2 separate regions of the Danio rerio genome follow, and region 2 is linked to region 1. Evidence: chromatin contacts called from public Hi-C data. All regions are on one chromosome and are shown on one strand. Each heading gives the region's core, a stretch centred on a gene start, on an enhancer-like site or on the middle of the called end of the contact. The rest is flanking DNA. Distances are from core to core; before and after follow the strand shown. Region 1 overlaps LOC137490576 (a long non-coding RNA gene). Region 2 overlaps copz2 (COPI coat complex subunit zeta 2).

Region 1 (6,943 bases), core at 1,923-4,422:
TTAAATATAAACTCTGCTGCCTGATGAAGAAATGCAGAATATAGTAATAAATTTGTGAAACAACAGAAAAAGTAGTTGTTTATGTATTCTAATATGGGTTTGAAACTTATAAGTCGCTTTGATAGACTTTTTAAAATGTAAAAGTTCAGAGATCATGGTCTCCTGATGCAATTTGAAAGTGTAAATAAATGGAAAAAGGCAATCACAATAATCATTAATTAAATATTTTTTGCAGTGCTTGATAACATGCTAATGTTAAGATTCAATATGTTGGTTTTTTTAAATACAGAAAAATGCAAATTTTAAACTGAATAAAAAAGGGTTAAAAAAGGGTAACAGTAGAATGTTTTGTTTGTGCACACAAACGTGCACGCAATTAAATAATAAAACATTAAGTTATCAGAAAATATTTAGTTAAATCTTGTTTTTTGAATGCTTATGAAGATAAAACATCTGTGCTTTAGTGAAATTGTGTGTTTTTTTTTGTTCTAACCTTTTAAAAAAAGTATATGCCTCCACATTTAGTTCAGCACTTAACCATTTGCTTTTGCACAACAGTTTTTGCTGCATAAATATGTAAACATTTGATACAATTATTTGCATTTGTGTGATTGTGCTGAAAGTGCCAAAGGATTTTGCTTAAACAGGCTGATAGACTTTGCTTGAAAGCATTCAAAAACATATTGTAAGACAATTCCCCATGTGTAGTTTAGCGAAACAGAAGATACTTTGGGTGGAGAAACGTGAAAGAAAGAGAACTGGAATTTAGCCAAGCTCGCTACGTTTGATCGAGATGCCGAAAAGAATTTACGGCCTGGTGGATTGAGTGCCGCTTGGTAGAGAGAGCGAGATTGTGTGTGTGTGTGTGTGTGTGTGTGTGTGAGAGAGAGAGAGAGAGGGAGAAAAAGAGAAAAGCTCCCCTCTGACCAAGCTCGGCACTGGGCCGAGAGCTCCCTAAATCTCAGCCTACAGATTTATGGTCATCCCATTCACACAAGTAACCAGAAACACAATCACTATCACAATCACCATCAGCCTACACACACACACACAGAGTGGCCAGCTGATGCTGAGCTCGCCTCAGCTGAATCAACTATTCAGGAGGAATTAAAAAAAGCACACACAAACACACTAAATCACTGCCGCGCACACACACTTGCGCCATGTGTGGTGGTTGGAAGAAAGAATCAGGAACGCATGAAAGGAGGATAAGGACTGAAATGGAGCATTTCTATCCAAATTACTGCATGTTATTTATTGCAGCAATTACTCTGAGACGTCTGTGCGCCTCTTCATTCGAAACGATTGTAAAAATACATCAATAGTGGCTGAAAGAGCAGAGGCAGATCAGCTGCTCGGCAGACATTGCTTACCTGGCACAACAGTCACTTCTTTAACTCCACCTTTACTTGTTTTACTGTAGCGTTACCATCTGACATGTTGTACTGTATTTATATGTGAGCAGTGTATGAGGGTTGTTAATAATGTAAAGCTAAAACCCTTATACAAATATTTCAGTTACTTAAAATTAAATAATTATTAACAGATAAAAAAAGAATAATATAGATTCCATATTTAATTTAAAAGCTGAAAACAAATGTTTAATGTTAACTAAAATGATGACAAAACAAAGCTAGTTATTTGTCTGTTAGTTTATTTCTGTTTTTTATAGACCATTTTGAGGGACGTAAACAATAATAATGGTATTTCCTGTTTTACATTTTTTATTTCTATCCAAATATTGATATGATGTTATGATGTTTTAATGTTAAGTCATTATTGAATTCCTTTTAGTCACAGTTATGATAGTTTGACAACAAGCAGGAATTGTTCATGGACCAATGACATTGCCACATTAAAATGGTTTATAGGGATGATCATTTTAAATTTCAGTGGGTTTGTAAATGTAAATGATCAGTTAATTGTTTAGTTTTTTATTATTTAAGTTTTTCATAAACCTTTGGTTTGCAAATATTTTAAATAAATTGCAAATAGAAAATATAGTAAAAATAATGTACTAACACTGTCAAATTCAACTGATCTTAAAAAAATTATAAAAATTAGCAAAGTAATTAATATACAGAGGAAATAAGCAATTGCAAATAAAAAGCAAATATTGGCTGATAATTATATTATCAATATTGGTTAATGCAAAAAAAAAAAATTGTAATGTTTAATGTGTGTGTAAGTGTACAGTGCTCAACATAAATGATTACATCCCTCACAAGACTATCTATTAAATTAATATTCTCTATAAGATGCTATAAATAATATTATTTTGTGCATATACAGTTATTAGTGAGTACCAAAGCCAAATCTGGAGTTAATCTTACAAAGTAACTTAAGATAATGGTCCAAAAATTAGTACACCCACATTAACACGATGGGGAAAAATATTGGATACAAATTTTAAAAATCAAGATTTAAAAAAGTATATAAAATTTAGGTGACATTTTGTAGTTTGTATTATTATTATTATTATTATTATTATTATTATTATTATTATTATTATTATTGTTATTGTTGTTGTTATTGTTGTTATTATTATTATCATTATTATTATTATTATTATTATTATTATTATTGTTATTATATTTTATTTTATTATTTCCAAACAAATGAATATAACTGTTTAATAAATCTGTTTAGTTCAAATTCAGCAAAAATATTACTTATATTCAATGAGAATTGAATACAAATACTTATTTTCAAAATGGGGTGTGTTTATTTAAGCTGAACATTGTATATTTCGTTGTTTATGCAAAGTAAAATTGAAACATTTTCAAACCATATTTGCTGTTATTAATATATATTAAACTATATTTCACTGTTTGGAAGTGCAGTTTTGACCTCAGTTTCTGTTACAGCATGACTTGTCAGCAGCACTTGCAGTGTAGAAAAAGCATAAGCTCATTGAAATACCATCAGAAATCTCCTAAATTACTGTTTTCATTCAATGCAATAAAAATAGCACTCTGAGGATAAATTTGTTGCATTATGTTTTGAACAATAGTGTATCTGAATGCGTGTGGCTACTAAGGTGACGTTGTCCACAGGGAATGCTTTCGTTGCAGAAGAAGGTCAGAAGTCAGGCAGCTGTACTTCCTTTTGCTGGACAGTGTCACACGTCTTTCCAGATCCTCTAATTGGCTCCCTGCTGCTGCTACACACACACACACACACACACACATGCACACACCTCTCCTGAACTCTGGGAAAATGCCACTCGTGAGGCCATTCAAAATGGCTGAAGGGAAAAGACAACAGCACAGCAACGAGATGCAAACTCTCCTTCCCCCATCGCTCCTTCAATACGTGATCGTAAATTCCTCTTCCTTTCTTGCCCTTCCCTTTGCATGTTTTTTCTTCTGCCTCTCACACACACACAACACACACATACTTGTAAACATATCCTCATTGGGATTCCTCTTTCACATCCAAGTTATAATTAGTGCTCTTTTTTTACAATCTCTTGGTATTTTTAGGTAGATTTTTCATTATTAGACTGTTTACCTTGTACAAATGACTCTCAATTTCTTTAACAGACATTTTAAAGTTTTTTTTGTCACAACAACACTGTTTTTTGAAGAAGCTTAAACATCCATTGAAACTTTCAGTGGCAGAAAATGTTCTTTGTAGTGTAAAAGAATTCTTTAGATTGGTTAATTCAATGGTTCAAGTAGTTCTCTTAAAAGAAATGTTTGAAACAGGAATATTTTGAGAACATAATGTACACACAGTTCATTGATGTCAATGTACATATATTGGTTCAAAAATGCTTTTTATTTAATATTCAGCATTTTATGAACTTGTATGAAACTATGTTTATGTTAACTACCTTTCCTAACGAGTGCTGTGGAACAGGTTTCCTTTTTGTCTGTTTTGAGAAAAACACTAGACATACTGTATTACTGCTGAAGTGGAAAAAAATAGTATTTTCAAACATGCTACAGTGTGAGCTGTATATTTTTAATACAAGTTGACATACCAAAAACGTTGGCTTTCAGTATAATTGTATTTTAAGTTTGCCAGACATTTTTTACTGTTGTTTCAGGACCATTTAACCTTTTTGAATCATGCCCATTTTCTCTTTGCGTGTGTTTGTGTTCACATGACAAGTGGCCAAACATTTACCAGCTATAACCCCAAAAATTTAAAAAAAAAAAAAAAAAAAAAAAGTACATAAAGTATTTTAAAAATAGGGATATTGGCATTATACTTTTTAAAACCTCTATTTTTAAGACTAAAGAATCCAATCTAAACGCATGTATCCATTTTTTTTTTAGACAGTCCCCATGTCTAATCATATACAAGTAATCCAGAAATGAATAAGTGATGTCATATATTTGGACTGCACTCTTCATATAATGTACACTTCTTCATGGTCACTTTGATTCTGTTCCACTTTGGTCAAGAAAGATGATGTTTGAAAATGTTATAACAGTATAATTGGATGATTACAGAAAGTATACAGACAACCGCTCTCTGCAACATATAATAAAGCAGACCATAGTCTAGTTCATCTTTTCACCTCTGTGCTTTTGTGTTTTGTGTAAAAATAAATAGTTTTTTGGACTGGCCGAAGATTTTTCTGTAATAAAAAATGGATTGTTATAGAGAATTTATAACTAAGTTTGTATATTGTATTGCTGATTGTTTTATTTGTATGTATGTATTAGGGTTGGGCATCTAAGCTATAATGCCGATCCGATACGCATCTCGATGCAAAGAATACGATCCGATATATTAGCGATACATTTGTGACATATTGCGATGCAATACGATACGATTCACACCCATATCACGATACAATGCGATAATTCAGCACTAACTAATTAGATTAATTTTATGTGATAATGTGAAAGAGGATGCCGTGCCATTGAATGAGTTTGATTATTTATTAAACAAGTAAAACCAAGAATTTTTTTACAAACTGGCTTTTCTCTCAGAGCCAGAGTCTCGGTTTACAGTAACTAGAGGGCCATTTTAGAACATATGGCACATATTATTTAAGTATTTTTAAGATAAACTAAATGTATAAGTGCAATATATATTAAAAAATATATATTTGCACTCTTTCAACAAAGGTTTACCATTGCACAAGAATTGTGATTTAACTTTTCAACTATGAAAACAAGTTTTACAAATATATATTTTGCCACTGAATATTCAAAACTTAAGGTCATGAACTAGCAGTGTTATGCTGCTTTGAAACATCACTGTCACTGTACTGTCACAGGCTAATAAAAATAAAATTAAATAAAAATTAACAGGAGGAGAATTAACCTTCGTTCTCCGTGACACTATAAGGCTGAATATCTTTGCAGATGAACAATGCAATAGCATCCTTTATTGCCGTAGAGCACGCAGAACTGTTAGGAAGCGGGGCATGGTAAAAACTTTCAATGCTTTTCTCACCACTTTTGGAGCTGGTAGCTACAGGTGAATCAGAGCAGGAAGCAGGGGATGCAGGAACACTGGAAGATGCTTCCACAACAACACCGTGGCGGCGCTTCAAGTGAGATATCAGATTAGTCGTACTGCCTGTGTATTTTACAGATGCGCGGCACATTTTGCAAATTGCATCTGTCCTGTCAAGTCGTCCATCTTTTATGTAAAATCCATATTGTTGCCATACTTAAGATTTAAAACTCAGTGGGGAATAAATTGTCTCGGCATCCATAATGTTTGTTTTGCTTCTCGCGCTTACTGAGGGCGCACCACTAGCTTCATCCGCACACCTGATACACTGAGTTGTAATGTAAGTGTACACATCCGTAAGGCCATTGCTAAGGCATACTTTATGTTGGTCGATTAAATTATGCGCCAAAAACAGGTTGACAACACTTGTTAATAATACAAAAATACATTCTATATTAAAAATATAGGTTGTATCTTGGAAAAACCGATGCATTTCGCAAAAATCGATGCATCTTCCAAAATTTCCTTCATCTTCTGCTGCTCTACCGATGCACTCGCATCGTGCACGCGCATGACCGCCTATCGATACATATCGGTTAATCTTCCCATCCCTAGTATGTATATATGTATATATACAGTTATATTGAAGTCAAAATTATCAGCCCCCTGAATTATTAGCGCCCCCTTTTACTTTTCTCCCCCAATTTCTGTTTAACAGAGAGAGAAAAAATTTCAACACATTTCTAATTATAACAGTTTTAATAACTCATTTCTAATAACTATTTATTTTATCTTTGCCATGATGACCGTAAATAATATTTGACTAGATATTTTTCAAGACGCTATACAGCTTAAAGTGACATTTAAAGGCTTAATTAGGTTAATTAGGCAGGTTAAGGTAATTAGGCAAGTTATTGTATATCGATGGTTTGTTCTGTAGACTATCGAAAAAAAAAAGCTTAAAGGGGCTAAAAATTTTGTCCTAAAAATGGTATTAAAAAAATTAAAAACTGCTTTTATTCTAGCCAAAATAAAAACAAATAAGACTTTCTCCAGAAGAAATAATATTATCAGACATACTGTGAAAATTTCTTTGCTCTGTTAAACAAAAAATGTAGTTGTTTTCTATTGCTACATATTCTATATCTAGGGTTTTTCTATTTTCTGTTTTATTTTATTCTCTAATATATTATTGATCTTTTTTAAGGTCTTGTGCAGTTATAAACATTTCACTGCGTGCCGTACTATGCACGTGACTAAAAAATCTAAATTTAGATTTAAAATGATAGAATAAAAAATATGGATTTTTCTACACGTTTCATTTACAACTTTTGAAAATTGTATTCTATACTGCTTGGTGGTCTTGAACTCTTTCATCCTCACTGTTCTTGCATTGTCATGTTTCAAAACAGGCCATTCTAAAGTGGAATATTGCAGCCTGTCAAATCACAATAAATCCTTCTTTACATTTATTTTTAACAGCTTACACCAACATGCTTAATTTAGGTTGAGGAGGCACCGC
Region 2 (6,943 bases), core at 1,451-3,950, 170 kb before region 1:
GCAAATTGTATTTTTCAAGAGGATATGTAGATTTCCGTTTGTCCACTAGATGGAGCTATTAGTGCGACAGACACATCCCAATCCTGCATTAGTCATTATTTTTTTGGAATGAACGATATATTTAAGATATTTAAGGTCCTTGTGGAGGCGGTCATTGGTCACATACAGTGGAAGTCCAACTTTTCACATCAGCTAATTCGTGCATTTTCTCTCATTGCCACTGAACTACATATTTAAGAAAATAAAGGCAATAGATGTTTTAATTAGCTCTTCTTTTTTGCACTATACCAGTTTTTAAAGTTTATTTCAGATTAATACCATAAAGGAGATAATAAAATTAAATAATTAATAACTGAATTAATACATTTATTTAAAATAAATAACATTTTATAAATAAGCATTTTATGAAGCTAAATGAACACAATATTACGGAAACAAACTCATTAAAATGAATTAAAGTAGCCTAATAAAATATTATATAAAATATAATAGGCAAAATTATATTATAAAATAATTATAAAAACATAGAGTACATTTACATAAATACATAAAGACAAAATAAAATACTGTTTTTTGATAATATTTACAACGTAAGTTTGAATAAATGGTAAAACTAGCCAAAATTAACTAACTTTAACAGTTATATTTTTGTCATAAAATGTATTATAATCAATATTAACCTAACTGCAGTTTAATTTAATCATCTAACAGTTGAAATGAACAAACTTAGTGTTAATAATATCAGTGTTTTTATAATTAGAGCTGACTGTTAGAAAGCTATGGGTTTTACATAAGAATGTAATTTCATTTTTTTATTATATATATATATATATATATATATATATATATATATATATATATATATATATATATATATATATATATATATATATATATATATATATATATATATATATATATATACTGTTGCTTTTGTATATAAAGAAGTAAGTAGAATGGTGAAGGCACATCGATAGGCTATGGGTCAGGTAGCTTATATGCATAAACTAAACACAAGAAGTGGGAGATGAAAGGGAAAAAGCTAACGGCAAGAGAACAAACACAGATATGAAAAGGCTGTAAGAATGTAACCAGTCAGCACCAGAGCTTATCAACCTACACATCTGTTCACGACACATCCCTCTATCCAGTACTGCTATCTCTGTTAGCATGTTTCACAATTGTTTGTAGCCGAAATAAATACAAAAATAAAACGACGTTATAAAAATAAAACGGTCATGACATCCACTATGTGGAAGCTTCAAACTCATAGCCTATAGAAACATAGATCTGCCTATGAAGATATTTCTGAGATAATAGTCTAACATAATTTAGTATCTTTATTGTCTTTATATATATATATATATATATATATATATATATATATATATATATATATATATATATATATATATATATATATATATATATATATGCGATTGGAAATAGGCTTATTATGATTAATTTAATTTCCTCCGTTTAAAGCATTATGCTTATAAACAGATGATTACCATGCCACAATTTTTTTTGCATATTTGTTTTGGTTTTTTTCTAACACCGCATGCACTTTACCCATTTTTTAAATAATGAAATTATTATATAAACAAGCAGGAATCTACTGCTTCCCCAGCGATTTCACCTCAAATAATTCAATGCTATATGCTCCAACAATTTTTTTTCAACACAACCAACTTTAATTCATTTTATTTTTTTCTTTAATTTGGAAATTATTTTCCCTTTACTAATTATCAGCTAGGCTATTATTAAGCTATAGGCCTATTCATCACCTTTATCATTACACCACGTATTGCCACATATTACAGAATAGGTGGTTAACTACTATATAAACAATGATGTTAAAAATACTGATTTTGTAAATTGTTAACGGTATCAAACTTGTAATCAGTATAGCCTAATGTATCGGCTAAATCATTATTCGTTATTATTTTAATCGTAAAGCCTACACTTTAAAATATTCTTAAATTAGCAGTTTTGCGTATTTTAAGATTCCTGTTTTTCTCCATTTATTTATGCTTTTGAATTGCATTATGTGAGCTTTAGCTTTCTTTCAGCAACTTTTAACATTGAAAAGTTCGAAAATGTAACTTTTAAGAAAAGTGTTACTTTGTTGTAACAGTGTAGCTCTTGTTGACTCTAAAACTGTTCGTTGACAGATATTTGTTACAGTGTCGCTCTACTTGACTTAATAATTTGTCAGATATTTGTTAAAGTGTCGCTCTTGACTAAATAATTGTAATTTATTTGTTACAGTGTCGCTCTTGTATATTCTAAAATTTCAAAAAAGAAAAAAATGAAATGCCCTCTTTGAAAATTTAAATGTACAAAATGTAGCCCAATTAAAACGACTATTTGATTAATGTTAGTCGGTTGCTATTAAAACTATAATAACTATTAACCTTGTCTGTAGCTTGTTTTAAACAGAAAATAACCCATATATCTATTACAAGACTTTAAATAAATACAACTAGTTCTACTTGATCTGGATAAATAATCAGTGCAGATCTGCTTCGACAGGCACCGACTGTCTGTATTGATGAATTCCGAACAGAAAGAGTTAAATATGATTGGCTACTGAACGCTCCTGTTTAAAACCATATTTTATAAGTCTCCACCCACCTTTATGGATTGTGACCAATCACTTTTTGAAGACTCAACAGTAGACGCCCATTCATTTGGTCATGGAGGTGGAGACTCGGCTTTGAAAATGTCATTGGCCCTCAGTGACCAATGACAGACCTAGCCACACCCTCTCGAGATTAACACTAAATATATGAAAATCTATGCAGAATATTAATGAGGGAACAATATGATTGGTTCACAGTAACTATTCTCTCACCAATACCCAGACAGCACACATACGTTGGGCCGACGTCGGCCGAAGGTCAACACGTCGGCCCCTTTAATTCTAAAACAAGCAGCAAAGCTGTCGGGCTTGTAGTACAAACTCAAATAGACACAAAGGACCAAACAAATGCTATAAAACACATTTATTAGTTTGTAATAACACTTTCGTTCACAATAAGTTTCCAGAAACCATGGTTTAAAGAAAATAAACAAATCCAGGGCATATAAATAGTTTATTTCACTAGAGAAAATTCTAGCAAATATTCTTGTTTTTATGCAAATGTTTTGTCAGTTTGTATCGCCAAAGACTTTTATTTTACTTAAAATGCCATATACTTTAATTTTTTCATAACTGTATTACACGTAGGCTAGTGTTTTCACTGAAAAACGCCCTAGTTGCCTTAATTTTTAAGTTGAATCAAATTAACCGTGTGAGTTTGAACTTGTATTATGTTAAACTGACCTAAACAGCTTGCGTAACGTATAAAATTTAGTTAGAACATGATTAACTTAGTTTAATAAGTTAGAACAAACTAAAAACATTTGCTGTCAGGACTAATTGATCATATATTTTTTACAGTGTTGCCTTAAATATTACAATGGAGTATATAGCTAATAATAATTCATTCATTTTCTTGTCTTAAGTCCCTTTAATAATCCGGGGTCGCGACAGCGGAATGAACCGCCAACTTATCCAGCACGTTTTTACGCAGCGGATGCCCTTCCAGTCGCAACCCATCTCTGGGAAACATCCACACACAAACCCCCACACACACACACACACACCCACACACACACACACACACACACACACACACACACACACACACACACACACACACACACACACACACGCACGCAATTTAGCCTACCCAATTCACCTGTACCGCATGTCTTTGGACTGTGGGGAACCTGGAGCACCCGAAGGAAACCCAGGCGAACGCAGGGAGAACATGCAAACTCCACACAGAAACGCCAACTGAGACGAGGTTCGACCCAGCGACCTTCTTACTGTGAGACGACAGCACTACCTACTGGGCCACTGCATCGCCATGATGATGATGATGATGATGATGATAATAATAATAATAATAATAATAATAATAATAATAATAATAATAATAATAATAATAATAATGCTTCTAGTAAATTTTTAATATTGCCTGTTTCTCATTTTAAGAAAAATTGCTAATATTAAGGTTGTAGGCAGAACTCTGATTTGTGTATAACATTTTTGACAAAAGGTAAAAGCAATGTTGACTTATAACAAAATGACAAAGGATTAAACAAGAGGTTTATACAATCATATTTGTGATCATAAAAAAAATCACAACCCAATGCTTAATAAACTTATAACCTCCAAACACCACAGCTGTAGGCCTATCAATATTTGCAAATGTTTAGAAACAACGAAATTGCAACTTCTTTGGACAAATTCAAGCATATGTGTAGCTGTTAGTGAATATACCTTTGCATTTAATAAAAAAAAAAAAAAACCTAAAGCAGAAATGACCTAATTTACTCTGACACAAAATATAAATATCTTATATGAAACCTGAGACACAAGTGCCCCTTACGTGCTACTTCAATAATTAAATTACATCTCATTCAAAATAACAATGAAAATCCCTTTCAATTATTTACAGATTCTTTCAAGTCAGGGGAAGTTTGTGTTTCAAACTTATTTTAGAATTGACCACTTGATCTGCTCCTTTGCCGACTGTAACACCTAAAAAACGAAAGAAAAAAAAAAGAGTTTCAGTAAACAAGATTGATAAGCTTTATTAGACCAAAGAGAAATAAATATATGTTTAAAAAAAAAACAATTTAAAATGCAATATAATGTGCTATGTAAAATGATATTCATCTAATATGTCTTGTATTTAATATGTATTTATTTAACATAATTAGAATATAATAAATGTATCTTAAAATAAAAAACAAGCATAATAACCACAATAGTGCAATAATGAAGTGTGTGAAATACGAAATATTAATATTAATATGAAATATGAAAATGCTAATAATTTACCCAGGCCTTACAAGAGTAAGGTGACTTATTTATTTAGTATCCTCTACAGAAGAAGATTTTAGCTAAAACTTTGACGATTCATAAAACAAGCATTGTCTGGCTCTCAACAAACATTTGACTCTCAAAGTAACATGTGTTTTTATGAATCACAATGGTTACAGCAAAAAAAAAAAAAAAAAAACGAAGAAAAAAAGTTAATTGACCTGCATGGTAAAAAAACAAAACAAATGCTGTTTTTTTAACACAATTTTGTGTAAAATATTGACAAACTCAGCCATTAGATTAATAAAGATATTGTCCATATTTTAAAACGTGATCAGCATATTTAACATCTGGGTGAAGTGAAACGGTTTAATGATGTTAACAATTCATACTTCGGCCACAAGGGGGCATCTGAAGACCACAATATTAAACGGAAAACTAGTTTCTTCGATTTTAATGAGCGGTTCTGTCCTTTAGAATAGAATAGAATAGAATAGAATAGAATAGAATAGAATAGAATAGGCCAAATTAGAACAGAATAGACCAAAATGAAAATAAAATGAAATAAAATAAAATAGAGCTTTCACTGTTTTGAGAATTATAGACTGCATAAAAGCTCAAACGTTTTGGCATAAAAGACAAACAAATGGTTGCAATTAAAAAAAAAACAATGAACATAAATGGAATTTCCAGTCTTTCTTTTTGGGGAAAACTTATTTATTATCCACCTAAATTTATAAAAACTAAGTTAACTTAATTCCTTTATGTTGTCCCAACACAAATCGATTGTGTGGAAGCCAGCATTTTTACAGTGCATGTTAAAATATATACAATGGTTAGTTTAAAGATATTCTAGGCAAATTGATCAAATATAGCAATGCTCAGTACAACATGCGTGGTGTACACTGCACTGTATATCAGGGTATGTTGATATGAAACATAAGTGTAACAGTATAATCTTTTTTTAAACATACAAATTTATCATTTAAGTTAATTTTTAAGTAGGCCGACACAGAATCTGCCAGATCATTGAGTCTATCATTCAATCCATTTATTTACTTATGTAGATGTAAATGTATTTATTCAATTTTCTATATTAATGTCAGTGATATTATTACTATTATTATAATACAATACCATTCATAAAGAAATATTTATTGTCTAGTGTATGTATTATATGAGATTTACATTATTTACCAAACAAGTCAATCTAATTGGATTGCAATGTAAACCTTAAATAAAAGTCCTTTTTTAGTGTTAAGTTTAAAGAGATTTTTAAGAGCTTTAAAGCACACACACAAACACACGCACGCACGCATGCGCGCACACACACAAACGCACGTCTATTTGTTATTTGTTCATGCACTTACATTAGTGGTGAGAGCCAGTTTCTCAGTGATGTGCTGTTAGGGTTAGAGTTGGTGTAAGAGGTCAGAGCAGAACTAAAATCACTACAGCCATTAATGATGGTTAGACAGAAAGCCAAACAAGTCTAAACAAAGCTTTAAAATCATTCACATTAAAGAAGCAAGAAACCTTTCAAGCCTAATTGTAAGTGTGTGTGTGTGTGTGTGTGTGTGTGTGTGTGTGTTTGTGTGTGTGTGTGTGTGTACCTGCGCCACACTCTGTTCTGATAGAGGGTTGTCATCTGCCTGTGAAAGAACCAACATCAAGAACGATCAATATAAAAAAGAAACAACAAAAACAAGACAGATTTATTGTGCAGTATGTGACACAAAATGTGTTAAGTGTTACTGTGCAAATTAGTCAAAGTTAGCAACAAGGGTAACAAAGAATAACAACACAGTACAACATTGTCTTTAAACACCATTAACGAGCCAATAAACAAACAAACAAAAAGCAGAAGCTAATAACAAATGATTTGACATTATTAATTATGGCCAATTATAAAGACAGTTTGCTCTGTTAAGAACAGTGTTATTGTGCCATCACAATTTCTTTTGTACAGTAAGCAGTATGCATTAGATTGCGTTTATCAGCATTACGTTTTTTTGTACTATTTTTATTCATCAATTTGTCTAGATATTATGAATGGCTATTCTA

What was found. A called contact is a pair of places that touch in the nucleus more often than the background predicts.
Region 2: a contact with region 1 is called in a Hi-C map of embryo, with 2.2 times the contacts expected there. The contact joins two enhancer-like sites. A contact is called at or near these places in 2 of 18 Hi-C or Micro-C datasets (both in embryo).

Annotation. Positions count from the first base shown.
Region 1 is chr3:22,682,865-22,689,807 of GRCz12tu, reverse strand. The region is part of intron 2 of LOC137490576 (a long non-coding RNA gene); the gene reads right to left. Among named protein-coding and RNA genes, the nearest start is that of cbx1a, 120 kb to the left of the region's middle. Within about 2 kb of position 3,172, at least 13 of the 62 cell types and tissues checked have an H3K27ac peak or open chromatin away from gene starts, as enhancers often do.
Region 2 is chr3:22,848,663-22,855,605 of GRCz12tu, reverse strand. It overlaps copz2 (COPI coat complex subunit zeta 2), which reads right to left. Exons shown (of 10, transcript NM_131507.2): 8 at 6,493-6,531; 9 at 6,250-6,282; 10 at 2,995-4,594. The coding sequence ends at 4,547. Among named protein-coding and RNA genes, the nearest start is that of dre-mir-152, 15 kb to the right of the region's middle. Within about 2 kb of position 2,700, at least 44 of the 62 cell types and tissues checked have an H3K27ac peak or open chromatin away from gene starts, as enhancers often do.